Regions from separate parts of the Mus musculus genome. Here region 2 is linked to region 1. Evidence: chromatin contacts called from public Hi-C data. All regions are on one chromosome and are shown on one strand. The core of a region is the stretch at or near the end of the contact, and the rest is flanking DNA. Distances in the headings are between cores, read along the strand shown.

Region 1 (6,245 bases), core at 1,334-3,833:
ACTGTAGGAGACTTACAGCAGTCTTCTTGACCCTGCTTTTAAGTCCTGACAATAATTGTACTTCTGGACATTGCCAAATGTCCCTTTGAATTCAAAATCGCCGCATAATGAGAAGTACTGTTCTCAACCAGGTTTACTGAGTAGCCTACTGCTTTATTTAGAACTCAGCATGCAGGGCTGGCAAGATGGCTCCGTGGGGAAAAGCACATGCAGTGCACGGCTGATGACCTGCTCAGGATCCCAGGAACCCATGGTGGACGGAGAGACTCAGCTCCTGAAAGTTGTCTTCTGACTTCCACCCATGCAAGATGGTTCACATGTGTATGCACACACACACACACACACACACACACACACACACACACACACACTCATACACACACACACACACACAAACACACTCATACACACACAAACACACTCATACACACATACACAAACACACTCATACACACACACACACACAAACACACTCATACACACACACCCAAACAGAGAGAGTATGGAAGAGAGAGAGAGAGAGAGAGAGAGTAAGAGAGAGAGAGATCTAGACCCACTGAACAAGAATCCCTTATCAAGTCCCCACCTCGGCCCTGTGTTTCTACACTGGTTCACTTTACACCTAAGTGCTCTTTGTGACCCTAGCATGGCTTTTTTTGTTTGTCTGTTTGTCTGTCTGTTTCAGGAAGCCGATGAAGCCTTATTGCGTAACCTGCACCTTCAGTTGGAGGCACAGTTTCTGCAGGCAGATATCAGTGTGGCCAAGGACAGGTACAAGAAGGTAACTATCACGTGTGGGAAGCCCTTGCTCTTACAAAACCCAGCATGGGTTGGGTTGGACAGGAGACTGCTAGAGTGAGCAATGTTGACTACAGACCCTGAACTGGCATGAGCCGGCCATTGGACAGCACTTACCCAGCCAGAGGTGCCTAGAGAACATCAGTGGACAATGGCAGGATATGCCGGGAATTGCGATGTTAGGTTTTAGTGTCATAATTTACAAAATTATTTTGGCAGCTCCATCCCTATTAAGCAGTCTACTGTTTTATCTCAGAAAAATAAAGAGAAGGGAGAATATGTGTGTGTGCTTAAGGCATTGTTTTACAGTTCTTAGCTCTGCCTTAGAGGCAACCAGATAACACTTTCTTTTAGGAACCTCTTTTATTTGTCTATTTATTATTTATACTAATTATTTTATTTATTTACATTCTAAATGTTTCCCCCTTCTTGGTCCCCCCTCCATGAGTTCTTCATCCCCCTTCCCTGGGGTATCACGTTTCTACAGGATTTAGCACATCCTTTCCCACTGAGGCCAGATGGGGCAGTCCTCTGCTACATATGTGGGTGCCGGGGAATGGAGGGTGGTGGTGGCATGGGCCAGCCCATGTAGGCTCTTTGGTTGGTGGCTTAGTCTCTGGGAGCCCTGGGGGTTCTGAGTTAGTTGATACTGTTGTTCTTCCTATGGGGTTGTAATCCCCTTCAGCTAAGAGCCTCCTCCTTCAGAGTATCCTAACCTTTCCACTCCTTACACGCCTCTGGCAGGTGTGATACTGGAGGCCTTAGCACACTGGACAATCACATCCCAGCATTGTGTAATTGTGAGAGAGCAGCCTGGCCTCTCTGGGCTGCTTCCTATCTTTAAAATGTGAGTGGTATCCTCTTTGGTGCTGCTCTGGGTTAACCATGGGTTAACAGACAGGGGAGGCAGTGGTCTTAGGCTCTGGTCTTCTCTGACTGCCCATATGGTAACCTGAACCTTAGGTCTGTTGTGTCTTGACTTACCAGCAGGAATCTGGACACAGGAATGGGAAAAGCAGAGGTTCTCAACCTTCCTAGTGCTGCAACCCTTTAATATAGTTCCTCCTGTTGTTGTGACCCCACCCCCACCCCCAACCACAGAATTATTTTTGTTGCTACTTAATAACTATAATTTTGCTACTGTTACAAACTGTAGCGTTTTTCCACAGTCTTAGGTGACCCCCTCTGAAAGGGTCATATTATTCCAAAGGGGTCGGGACCCTCAGGTTGAGAATCTCTGGGATAAAGGGAATAAAGTTATTTACAGCTGACCAGAATTCGTACCCCATCTTCCTTGCTATTTTGGAAAAGAGAGGAAACCAAAGCCAGGAAGTGTCCTGCGTAGAGTTAGTTAGCTGCAAGTCTCTAGGGCTGTGAGGATCCTGTTCCTGGGGTGAATGGGGGAGTTTCTTATCTGTCCCGAGGCTCTGTCTGCTCTCACCCAGGCTAGAATTTCTTGGGGAAGCTTTCATTCTGTAGAGTTCTCTTTGGGGTCCTTGTTTCATTGATACAGTACCTGTGTCTTTTTGCCAAGGAGCTTACTGAAGCAGTGGAAAGCTACAATCTCATAGGAAATAGAGGGGAACTTCTCTACCCCTGGAGCAGCCTTGTTCAGTGGCTGATGGGCGGGCGTCTGTGTGTAACCCCCCTGGGCCCCTCTTGTCTGGGTAGCAGGACTTGGAGGAGGTCCTCCGAAGTCTGATCTTCGTGCCCACGGGAGTGCAATTGATGGCACGCCCTGCTTAGCCAGTGTCCTTTCCCTGCCTCTTCTCTGTCCTGTTAGTCACAAGGCCCCGAGCCATTGCCCAACTCAGCTGTGTCCACACCCAGATCTTTCTCTGGGGAAACTCACACTAAGACAAACTTGGTAATTTAGAGACAGCCTGGAGCTGGGCAAGGACCCAGCTAGCCTGGTGTTCCCTCCCACCCTCCCCACCTCCCTGTGTGTACCCTGCACTTTGACTGTAGTACCCTCTCCCTGGCAGTCTTCCCAGCCTCTCACCAGGCCCTTGCCTACTTCCTCCTCCACACCTTCCAGCTTCCTTATATTTATCTTATTGGATCCCGAGAGCAGTGTCTGGAGCCAGCCTGAAGTAGGCAGGCACTTATAACAATGGTGGGAAGCTCCCATTCATTATCTGTTGGGACCCAGCCTGATGAGGAAGGGCTCGAGTCAGCCCCTACAAACAGAGCCTGAGATAGTGGTCCTTGTTCCACAGTTACATCAGTGGAGGACTGTGGGGGATAGTGTGAGAGAGGGGAGCATTGGTCTCATCTGAAGGCCAATCTTTTTCACTCATGGGCTGGGGCCCTCGAAGTTTCCTGGACAAGTTGACCAATGCTTGGTCAAGGCTGTTTTCTGTAGAGGGTTGTGTTATCAGTCATTGCTCAGAGCTAGGAAAGGTGCACTGTCTGTTTAAGGTCACCAGGCCTCCCTGTAGATGGTTAGCCCTGTCTCATAAAAAGACCTTTATTCTAGGAGACTTTGAAGCTTACCTGAGAAGACACTCATATCCACTAAGTCATTTAGTGTAGGCGTGACTGGCTAAAGTTGCCCTCTCACTGAAGCACTGCCCTGTACTGTCACAGTCCTTTGTAGCTTCCAGGCCTTGTTCGGTCCCCTTTCTTCTCACCTGTCATCCAGGGTGCTGTGAGGCCAGGGGCAGTGTGTGAAGGCATCTGAAGGGAAATGGTCAAATAAGCTGAGCCCGATGGTTCTCCTGCCCCGTTGCTTCTGCAGATGTGCAATGCCCACTCCAATATGCCATCCGTGGCAGCTGTAGCTTATTCCTCTGTCCATCCAAGTGTGGCCACAGCTGTGGGCCAATGTGTGCAGGCACTCACTCCTGGGCTCACATAGGAAAGGGGGTGAGATTCCAGCAGCTCAACTTCTAATGAAAATGCTTTCCCTCTGCAACAGAATCTTCTGGAGATTCAGACCTACATCACCGTCCTGCAGCAGATCGTACAGACTGCTCCTCAAGTGTCCCTGGTTACTGGGATGAGGGAGGTAAGTACTGGAGCCCCAGCTGCAGGGAACGCTATCCAGTCCTGCAGGGAGGGGCTGTACTCTGAGTCTTCACTCCCATACCTGTGGAGGAGTTGACCTTCTCAGAGGTCCAGGGACAAGCACGGGGTCTGACTGTTAGAACTACCACAAGTTAACTCCTGCCTACTTCTAAGTGCTATTCAAGTGTGAGGTTTGTTCTTTGTTCAAACTGTAAACGCTGATAGATTTCAGGGGACATAAGCTATGTCCCGTAAGATTACCTTAGGTATTTTCTTCTAGGAAATGTGGTCTGCCAAAATGAAGTGGTTTTCAAAATGCTTTGCTGTATGGCCTCTTTTCTATTGCCCATAGCTTGCCATTCTATGACACAGTCATAGCATGGGCAAGCTATAAAAAGGGTCGTGTTGGCTTACAGTTCCAGAGATTCAGGGTCAAGGGGCTTCATCTAGGTGCAGTGTTCCTGCTGGTAATGTCTTACAGAGTCTGTCTGTTTGTCTGTCTATGTCTGTGTCCTTTGATTTTTCTCTTCTCATAAAGTTAGCAGGATTCACCTAGGGAACTGGGCCCTGATGATCTCCAACCCTAATTACTTTCTATCGGCCTCTTTATAGTCCTGACCAACCTCCCCTCTGTTTTCTTTCGAGTCTGTCTTGCTCTGTAACCCAGGCTGGCCTGGAGCTTTTTACTCATCCTGGCTTGGGCTCCTGAGTGTTGGGATTGTAGACATGGCTTCCACATTCCCAATGCTTCACAAATAGGGACTTGAATCCAGCAGAAATGTGCAGAGGCTACGAATGGTGTTTCTGCTGTACCCAGCTGTGGTTGCAGTCCCTCTAGCTCTGAAAGAGCTCCTGCTTTATATTCCTGACAGAGCTTGCTGCCTCAGCCTTCGTTCTTGGTTCCTGTTTTGTTTCTCTGCTCGGTGTGTAGTGAGTCTGGTTGTGGTTGATTTGCATCCTCCAGTAGCTAATGATGCTAGGTATCGTTGTCTGATTTAGCGGCTGTCAATCAGTTTTCTTTGTTAATGTATCTGCTCTCCTCTTTTGCCTGTGTCTTAAAGTTGGGATGTACCTAAGCCTGTCTGATTTGCTATAATACAGTGCCATATGCTGAATAATTTATAAAGTACAGAAATTAGTTTCACACAGTCTGGAGTTTGGGAAGTCCAAGATCAAAGAACTAGCTTCTGGTTTGGGGCTGTCTTGGGCTGCCTTTCTTGGAAGGTGGGAAGGAAAAAAATGGGCAAATTCCTCATCCTCACATGTCAGAGGAACCGAAAAGGAGAAGCCCCTCCCACGAGCTTCTTCATAGAGGCACCAATCCATTCCCAGGACAAGAACCTTCAACTAGGCCCCATTCTCAACTCTGCTGTGTTGGGGATTCATCTGCGAGGCATCCCCACTGTTTGCTTTCTTCTTCTCTTTAGCATTTTGGTCATGAAGTTGAAACTTGAAGACATTTCATTTTCAAAGGCCAGCTCTGCTCATGACTGTGGGCCTCTGGCAGGCGTGAGAGATGTAAAATCTTTTTCTCAGTCTAAAACTCCCATTTAGATGACGGCTGCTGCACGTGGGAACTTATAACAACCCTCATTACCTGCGTCGGGTCTGCACAAGGCTGTGCTGGTCAACATAGTTATGCATGGTGTGGGGTCATGGGTGTCTAGTCTTCCCCTAAGAGCTATTGGCTGTTGATGGCAGGGGTGGGTGATACTTATTGTCTTGGTGTCCATCTGTGCACAGGAAAGATGGAGGCATAGATTTAGAAAGCTTCCTGCCCTGTTTGTTGTGAATCTCAGCTCCAGAGTTCTGCACACTGCTTAGTTTGCAAAGGTTTCTTACATCAACTCTCACATGTTTTATTTCTGGAAATTTGTGGAAGTCACCTTTGCACAAATGAACAGTTAGCGTTTGAATGTAAAATGTCTCTTACAGGCTCATGTGTTTGAATGCTTAGTCCCTAGTTGGTGGCTTACTTTTGGAAGGCTATGGAACCTCTAGCAGGTAGAGCCTAGCTGGGGGAAGTGAACCAGGCCTTAAAGGTTTCAGACTGGTCAGTTGGCCTCGTGTTGTGAGCCTGTGGCAGTGTGGCACATCATGGAAGGAGCAGAACAAGAAAGAGAAAGGGGGTTTGGGACCCAGAATCTCCTTCAAGGGTATAACACCCCTGCTTGTTCCCACTAGTGTAGGGTTATGGGTCCTGTGTCTGCTCTGCCACAGGGCATGGCCGCTGGAGAGGCAGGACTCGGGAGGTCGACTGCGCTTAGCCCACTCTGTCGCTGGGTAGGTGTTGGGCTGTAGGGAAGTCCCAGGACACTGCTCTGGATGTAGGGAAGCACAGTCTGAGGCAGGGACAGCTGGAGCTGCCTTGGGGTCCCCGAGCCTGCGACAAGGCTGGGGCCCGTCTGGTTTTTAGGCTCTGGCGGCCAGGCATTGCT
Region 2 (6,206 bases), core at 2,073-4,572, 450 kb before region 1:
GCCTTTCACTGCCTGGGCCTGTCTGTCTTATTGCAGGGAGTCCTTGGTCTAGGGGAAATTTTCAATGGCTGGTCGTTGTCTTGTTTCTTCTCTGTATCTCCATCTTTCCCCTTCTAGCCCCCTCTCTTCATTTCCTCTTCTCTCAGTTTTGCCTTCTTCCCTTTTCTCCTTACTCTCCTTGCTTACCAGGCCTTACCCCATGGGCTGGACACTTAAGATGCGTTACCGTTTCTCTTCCAACCATGGTTTTGCTTCTGGGAGAGAGGAAGAAAGACCCCTGTACTAGCGATCTATCTGCCAGGCAGGAACCTGGGCACCCCTCACTGTGCAGGTGTCATTTGGAACACCTGTAAAACACCCTAGGGGGCAGCAGCTCTGTCTCTGTGAGTTGGTGCAGAGACTTTCAAATCTGGTCAAAACACCTCTTTTCCTCATTCCTCCTTCAAAGTGGAGAAGAGGTTTCAGGTTCTACTGCGACCCCACAGAGAAAGGTGTAAGAGTCAGAGTGCCTTTGGCCAGCATCACCCCTCCTGTACCTGAGGATGCTCAGATCCTGGCCATCTGCAGATCCCACGGGTGTCTGTCCCACCTCTCCTGAAGCACCAGATGAGTGGAATACAACCTCGGAGCTACGGTTAACCATCTGGCCGTGGCAGCAGTGGAGGAAGGGCTGAACTTGGGACTCACGGGGTGCAGCCATCATTAAGGGCTCTACTCTGACTCCAGAAGACAAACTGCTGACATGCATGCATGTGTTCGTAGCTCTTGTCACAAGTCTTGCATTCCCCCGTTTACACAGCTGGTGGAGACAAAACTGAGCTGCCCTGGCTGGAAGTGTGTAGCTGGCTGCCTCTGGTATCACATAGGAACTGTGATGAAGGTAACGTTCTCCTTAGTCTAGTTTTTATTAAACAGTTTGTATGGTTGCAGATGGCAGAAACACAGCTTTGAATGGCATTAGCAGTGGTTTTCATACTACCTTCATGACCAAGAAACATCCCTGTTGGAATCAGGGCTGAAAAGCTAAAAGCTCTGGACCTCTGAGATGGCTCAAGAGGTACAAAGTGCTTGTTGCCAAGCCAGACACCGAAGTTTACCCTCAACGGCCCACACAGTAGAGAGCTGACTCCGCCAAGCTGTCCTTGAACATCCATAAGTACTGTATGCTGTGGCACCTACACACCCTCCCCCATACACACAACATGTTTAAAAAGTTCCAGTTTCAAGATGGGCAGATACAGTGCTCAAGAAATGGCATTGTCTTATCTTTCTCTCCATCTTTTCTGGATTCTTAGACATTGAGATGGGATCTTGCTATGTGCTCATGAATTTGTAATCCTTCTGCCCGAGTCTCCCAAGCAGCTAGGTTTACAGCCATGAACCACCAGTCACTGTCCTCTATCTTTGAGCATCTGAGCAGACTAGGCTGGCCTTGAACTCATGAAGATCCTTCTGTCTCTGCCTCCCTAGCATTAGGAATAAAGGCCAGTGCCATCACTACCACCCGGCTCAAATTAAAAAAAAAAAAAAAAAAATTCAGGCAACTCTAACAAGGATGCTCCAGGGGATCCAACACCCTCACACAGACATATGCAGGCAAAATACAATGCACACAAAATAAAGATAAATAAGTTAGGACTGGAGAGATGGCTCAGTGTCTAAGAACACTGACCTTCCAAGGTCCTGAGTTCAACTCCCAGCAACCACGTGTTGGCTCACAACCATCTGTAATGGGATCTGATGCCCTCTTCTGGTGTATCTGAAGAGAGTGACAGTGTACTCACATACATTAAATAAATACATCTTAAAGAAATAAATAAATTATTTCAAAAAATGTTTTTAGAAATCAGTTGAGTATTTTGGAGGTATGTATGTCTAGGCCTGGGGTAAACCTCAGGCATTGTTCTTCAAGTGTCTTATTTTTGAAGATAAATTCTTTCATTGGGACTTGTGGCTAGCCAGTAAACTCTGGTGATCCACCTGGATTTGTGTCCCCAGTGATCAGATTTTCACTTCATATCACCATACCTAGCATGTTACATAGAAGCTGGATTTGAACTCAGGTCCTCAGGATTGTTCAACATTGATATTTAACTCACTGGACTATCTTCTCAGCTCCCTGACTTACTTATTAGTCTGTGGTGTGAGTAGCACTTAGAAGTGCTTCCTGAAGCCAGGGGCCACTTAACACATGTGACTGACACGCAAGGCATGACTTCTAGGCATTTTCAGTAACAGCAGCTGTGAGCTCTTGTAACCAATGCACAGAGCACATAGGGGCTGGTTCACTTAGGTCTCCAGGGTGGGGCAACAGGATCAGACTGATGGATCTCAGAGGTTATTTTAAAAAAAAAAGGCTAAAGTTCACAGGCTTTGACCCTCCTCAGAATGCATGCATTTTGAGAAAGAACCTACTTTTAGAACTAAAGGAGTATGCCAGTTATTGCAAGTTCTGTGGCATTCCAAAAAGTTTTACAAATATTATAATAATATATGTAGAGAAATGTGGTGCCTCAAAATTGGTGTCTCATCTGCCCAGGCTCTCCTCCATAGTTAGCCAATGCTGTTAGTTTCTTCCTCACAAGATTAGAGGATTTTATTTCACATGACAGAGGGAACGCCAGTAGGATGCAAGTATTATTGGTTTTTTTTTTGTGTGTGTGTGTGTAACTTTTATGGTTTTTTTGGTAAATACTTATGTATTCTTTTAAAATACTTTGTGTGTGTGTGAGAGTCACATGTGTGTGTGTGTGTGCAGGTGCCTGAAGAGGCCAGAAGAGAGCCTTGGATCCCCTGGAGTGGAGTAATAGGGGTGAGCCATTTTACATGTGTGCTGAGATCAGCCTTGGGTCCTGTGCAAGAGCAGTACACATTCTTAGCTGCCGAACCACCTGAATTTATTTTCTAACATTACAGAGCTGAGCCAACAAGATGGTCTAAGCCATGAATCACTTTTTACCAAATCTGACTAGCTGAACTCAGTTCCTGGAAGCCATGTGGTAAAAGAGAACTGGCTCCCACAAGTTGTTCTCTGACCCCTCCACAGGCATGGTGTGGCTCATGCTCGCGCGCGCGCGCGCGCGCGCACACACACACACACACACACACACACACACACACATGAATGAGTCAATGGCTATAATAAAATTTAAAAACCCTGTCTAGTGTTGTGTTGCGTGGATGCATTGTATTTCGGGTTATCAGTCTTCCGGTAATAGACACTTATGTAGCTTCCAATGTTTTGCTCCTATAGAGAGTGCTACAGTGAGTAACTTTATGTATGTGTCATTTCACATAAATGCAATCCTGTCTTCGGGATAAATTCCCAGAAATGCAATTGTCAGTGCTAACAGTTTCACTTGTTAAGGGCAATTTGTAGTTCCCTTTTCTGTGTAATACCTAAATGCCCCTCTTCCCACTGGTTATTGGTCTGTTTTTCTGCATAACTACTTCCTCCTCTTCCTCCTCCTCCTCCTCCTCCTCCTCCTCCTCTTCCTCCATTATTTCCTGTTCTGGGAATAGAACCCAGGCCCTTTCATAAGATAGGCAAAAACTATCATTATGCTACACCCTTAGCCTCTCTGCTGACCTAAGAATTGTACAGATCTTGTAAACACACACACACACACACACCATGAAGGCTGGCCCCTGGTCTTGTAAGTTGTTGGGTGTTGTAAAGTTGGTGGATAAGGCTCAATGGTGCCAATTTGTACTTCGAGTGTACATGTCCTTGCCACTGAGCCAACATTGTATTGCTGTGGTTTTGGCTCTCTGCCCATCTGATAGGAGAGAAATAAATAGTTTTTCAGTGTCATTAGATTTGACATTTGTCTCACTGTGTGTGAGAGGAAGGCTGGATGTCTAGTCTTATCAAGAGCCATTTGTATGTGACTGCTTCAGGGAGCAGTCTGACATTCGGGTACTGCCCAATTTCTTGGTCATTTTTCTGTCTGTTTCTTTACTTGCATGCTTGGTGTACCAGGAAGTTCAACCCTTTTGTGGTTTCAATTGCTGTTTTTCTTCCTGGGTTGTCATTTAGCTTTGACTTTCATTCATGCTGAATGTGTTTCCCCCGCGGAGAAGTTTTATGTAGTGTGAGATGACCCCATCTTTTTCTTCTCTGCCTTCTGCAGAAGGTCAAGTCCCTGGTAGAAAGGCCTTGTGGCTCCAAAATTACATCGGGATTCTGCCATGCATTTTTTCTAGGACTGTAACAGCTTCGTCTTATCGCATCTAAATCTTTGATCTGTTTGGACTATTTCCTGGGGTATAGTGGGAGGTATGCATCCAACTTTATCATTTTCCAGATGGCTGACAAGAGATATTTTTTAGCAGGGAGCTAGTCCAAAACACAGCAGAGAACACTTTCTTCAGGAAAAGGTCACATGCCTTAGCAGAAGGTGTGCGGATTATAGTACGGAGCAGTTTTCTTTAATTAGCAAGGATTCATTTGTTCAACAAATATTTTCCAAGTGCCCATGCTATGCTAGGGACTTTTCTAGATACTAAGGCTAGAAAAAAATAGACCAGTGTCCTTTGTTTTGTTTTATTTTGTTTAGTTTGCTTGGTTGGAGGTATAAGTCCCCCACCCCCACCCCCCACTCTCCCCACCCACCCCCATGCTAGTCTGGAAGTCTCTACCTAGCTGAGGTAACCTTGAACTTGTGCCAGTCTTGCTGTCTCAGCCTCCCAGGCACTGGAATTGTAGACACGGGCCACCATGCCGGGCTAATCCCTGCTTCTGTAAGGTGGAGACAGATAACAGATAAATAAGTAAAAAAACAATTTATCTCAAGCTGGATAGAGGAACTGAATGAAGTGGTCAGTTCCTACGACTGGGTAACTAGCTGAGCCTAACTTGGAGATTCTGTGGGTCAGGGTTTCGACAAGGTCTAGTGCATGTGCGGGGGGGGGGGGGGGGGGGGGGGGGCTTTCTCTGTCCTTCAGATGGGAGATTCTAAGGCTGGACCCTGGAGCGGTCTGAAGACTACCAGTCGCCCATCTGGTGGTCAGTGCTGGCTGCCGAATGGGGATGAGGATGGCGTCTCCCATTCTTTTTCTCTTTTAAAAATTAATGTATTATGTATGCAGTGTTCTGTCTGCATATATGCCTGCACACCAGAAGGTGGCGCCAGATCTCATTATAGATAGTTGGAAGCCACCATGTGGTTGTGGGATTTGAACTCAAGACCTTCCGAATAGCAGTGCAGTGCTCCTAACCTCTCTGAGTCATCTCTCCCAAGCTTTCTGTCTCTGTTGTTGTTTTTTTGTTTTGTTTTTTGTTTTTGTTTGTTTGTTTGTTTTTTGAGACAGGGTTTCTATGCATTGCCCTGGCTGTCCTGGAACTCACTCTGTAGTGGCCTTGAACTCAGAAATCCACCTGCCTCTGCCTCTGCCTCCCAAGTACTGGGATTAAAGGCGTGTGCCACCACTGCCTAGCCCTTTCTGTCTCTTGACAGGCTCTTACTAGGCAGCCCAGGTTGGCCTTGAGTGATATTCCTGCCTTAGCCTAGGGCTGGGATTACAAATGTGAGCCACCCCGCCCTGCTTGCTAGGGTGAGTTTTAATGCAGGTGCTGAATTATAGATTACTGTAGTTTGCTAGTCCAGGTACTTTATTTATTTATTTATTTATTCATTTATTCATTTGAGACAGGGTCTTGCTCTGTAGCTCTGGCTGGCCTGGAACTCACAGAGATCTCCTGCCTCTGACTTTGAGTACTAAGCCCTGGGAGTAAAGGTATATGCTACCAAGCCTGGCAATCCTGCTGTTTTCTGTAAGAGATATGATCCATGTCCAGCCCATACTCTAGGGAAGGAAACTCACCCCTTCTGAGTTGGGGAACGGCTCTTTTTTTTGGTGGTGGTGGGGGGGTTGAGACAGAGTTTCTTTGTATAGCCCTGGCTGTCCTGGAACTCACTTTGTAGACCAGGCTGACCTTGAATTTAGAAATCTGCCTGCCTCTGCCTCCCAAGTTCTGGAATTAAAGGTGTGCGTCACCACGCCCGGCTGTGGCCTTTTTAAAAAATGTATCTGAATACACTGTAGCTGTCTTCAGACATACCAGAAGAAGGCATCATATCCCATTACAGATGGTTGTGAGCCACCATGTGGTTGCTGGGAATTGAACCCAGGACCTCTGGAAGAGGGGTCAGTGCTCTTAACTGCTCAGCCATCTCTCCAGCCCTACAGTGACCACATTTTAT

Evidence for each region. A called contact is a pair of places that touch in the nucleus more often than the background predicts.
Region 2: a Hi-C map of bone marrow-derived macrophages shows a contact between it and region 1, with 16 read pairs. The contact joins two enhancer-like sites. A contact is called at or near these places in 2 of 15 datasets of contacts at CTCF or cohesin (large pre-B cells and pro-B cells), 28 of 484 Hi-C or Micro-C datasets (B cells, CD4 T cells, CD8 T cells and 22 more), 10 of 115 datasets of contacts at active chromatin or transcription factors (craniofacial prominence, embryonic basal ganglia, embryonic midbrain and 6 more) and 1 of 9 other capture datasets (embryonic stem cells).

The regions. Positions count from the first base shown.
Region 1 is chr2:143,843,464-143,849,708 of GRCm38.p6, reverse strand. Bfsp1 (beaded filament structural protein 1, in lens-CP94) reads left to right here. Exons shown (of 8, transcript NM_009751.2): 3 at 686-781; 4 at 3,719-3,808. Among named protein-coding and RNA genes, the nearest start is that of Bfsp1, 17 kb to the left of the region's middle. Within about 2 kb of position 2,583, at least 85 of the 459 cell types and tissues checked have an H3K27ac peak or open chromatin away from gene starts, as enhancers often do. A contact at or near this core is called in bone marrow-derived macrophages, peritoneal macrophages and uterus, where this site is marked.
Region 2 is chr2:144,298,052-144,304,257 of GRCm38.p6, reverse strand. No RefSeq gene overlaps it. Among named protein-coding and RNA genes, the nearest start is that of Mgme1, 30 kb to the right of the region's middle. Within about 2 kb of position 3,322, at least 68 of the 459 cell types and tissues checked have an H3K27ac peak or open chromatin away from gene starts, as enhancers often do. A contact at or near this core is called in bone marrow-derived macrophages, peritoneal macrophages and uterus, where this site is marked.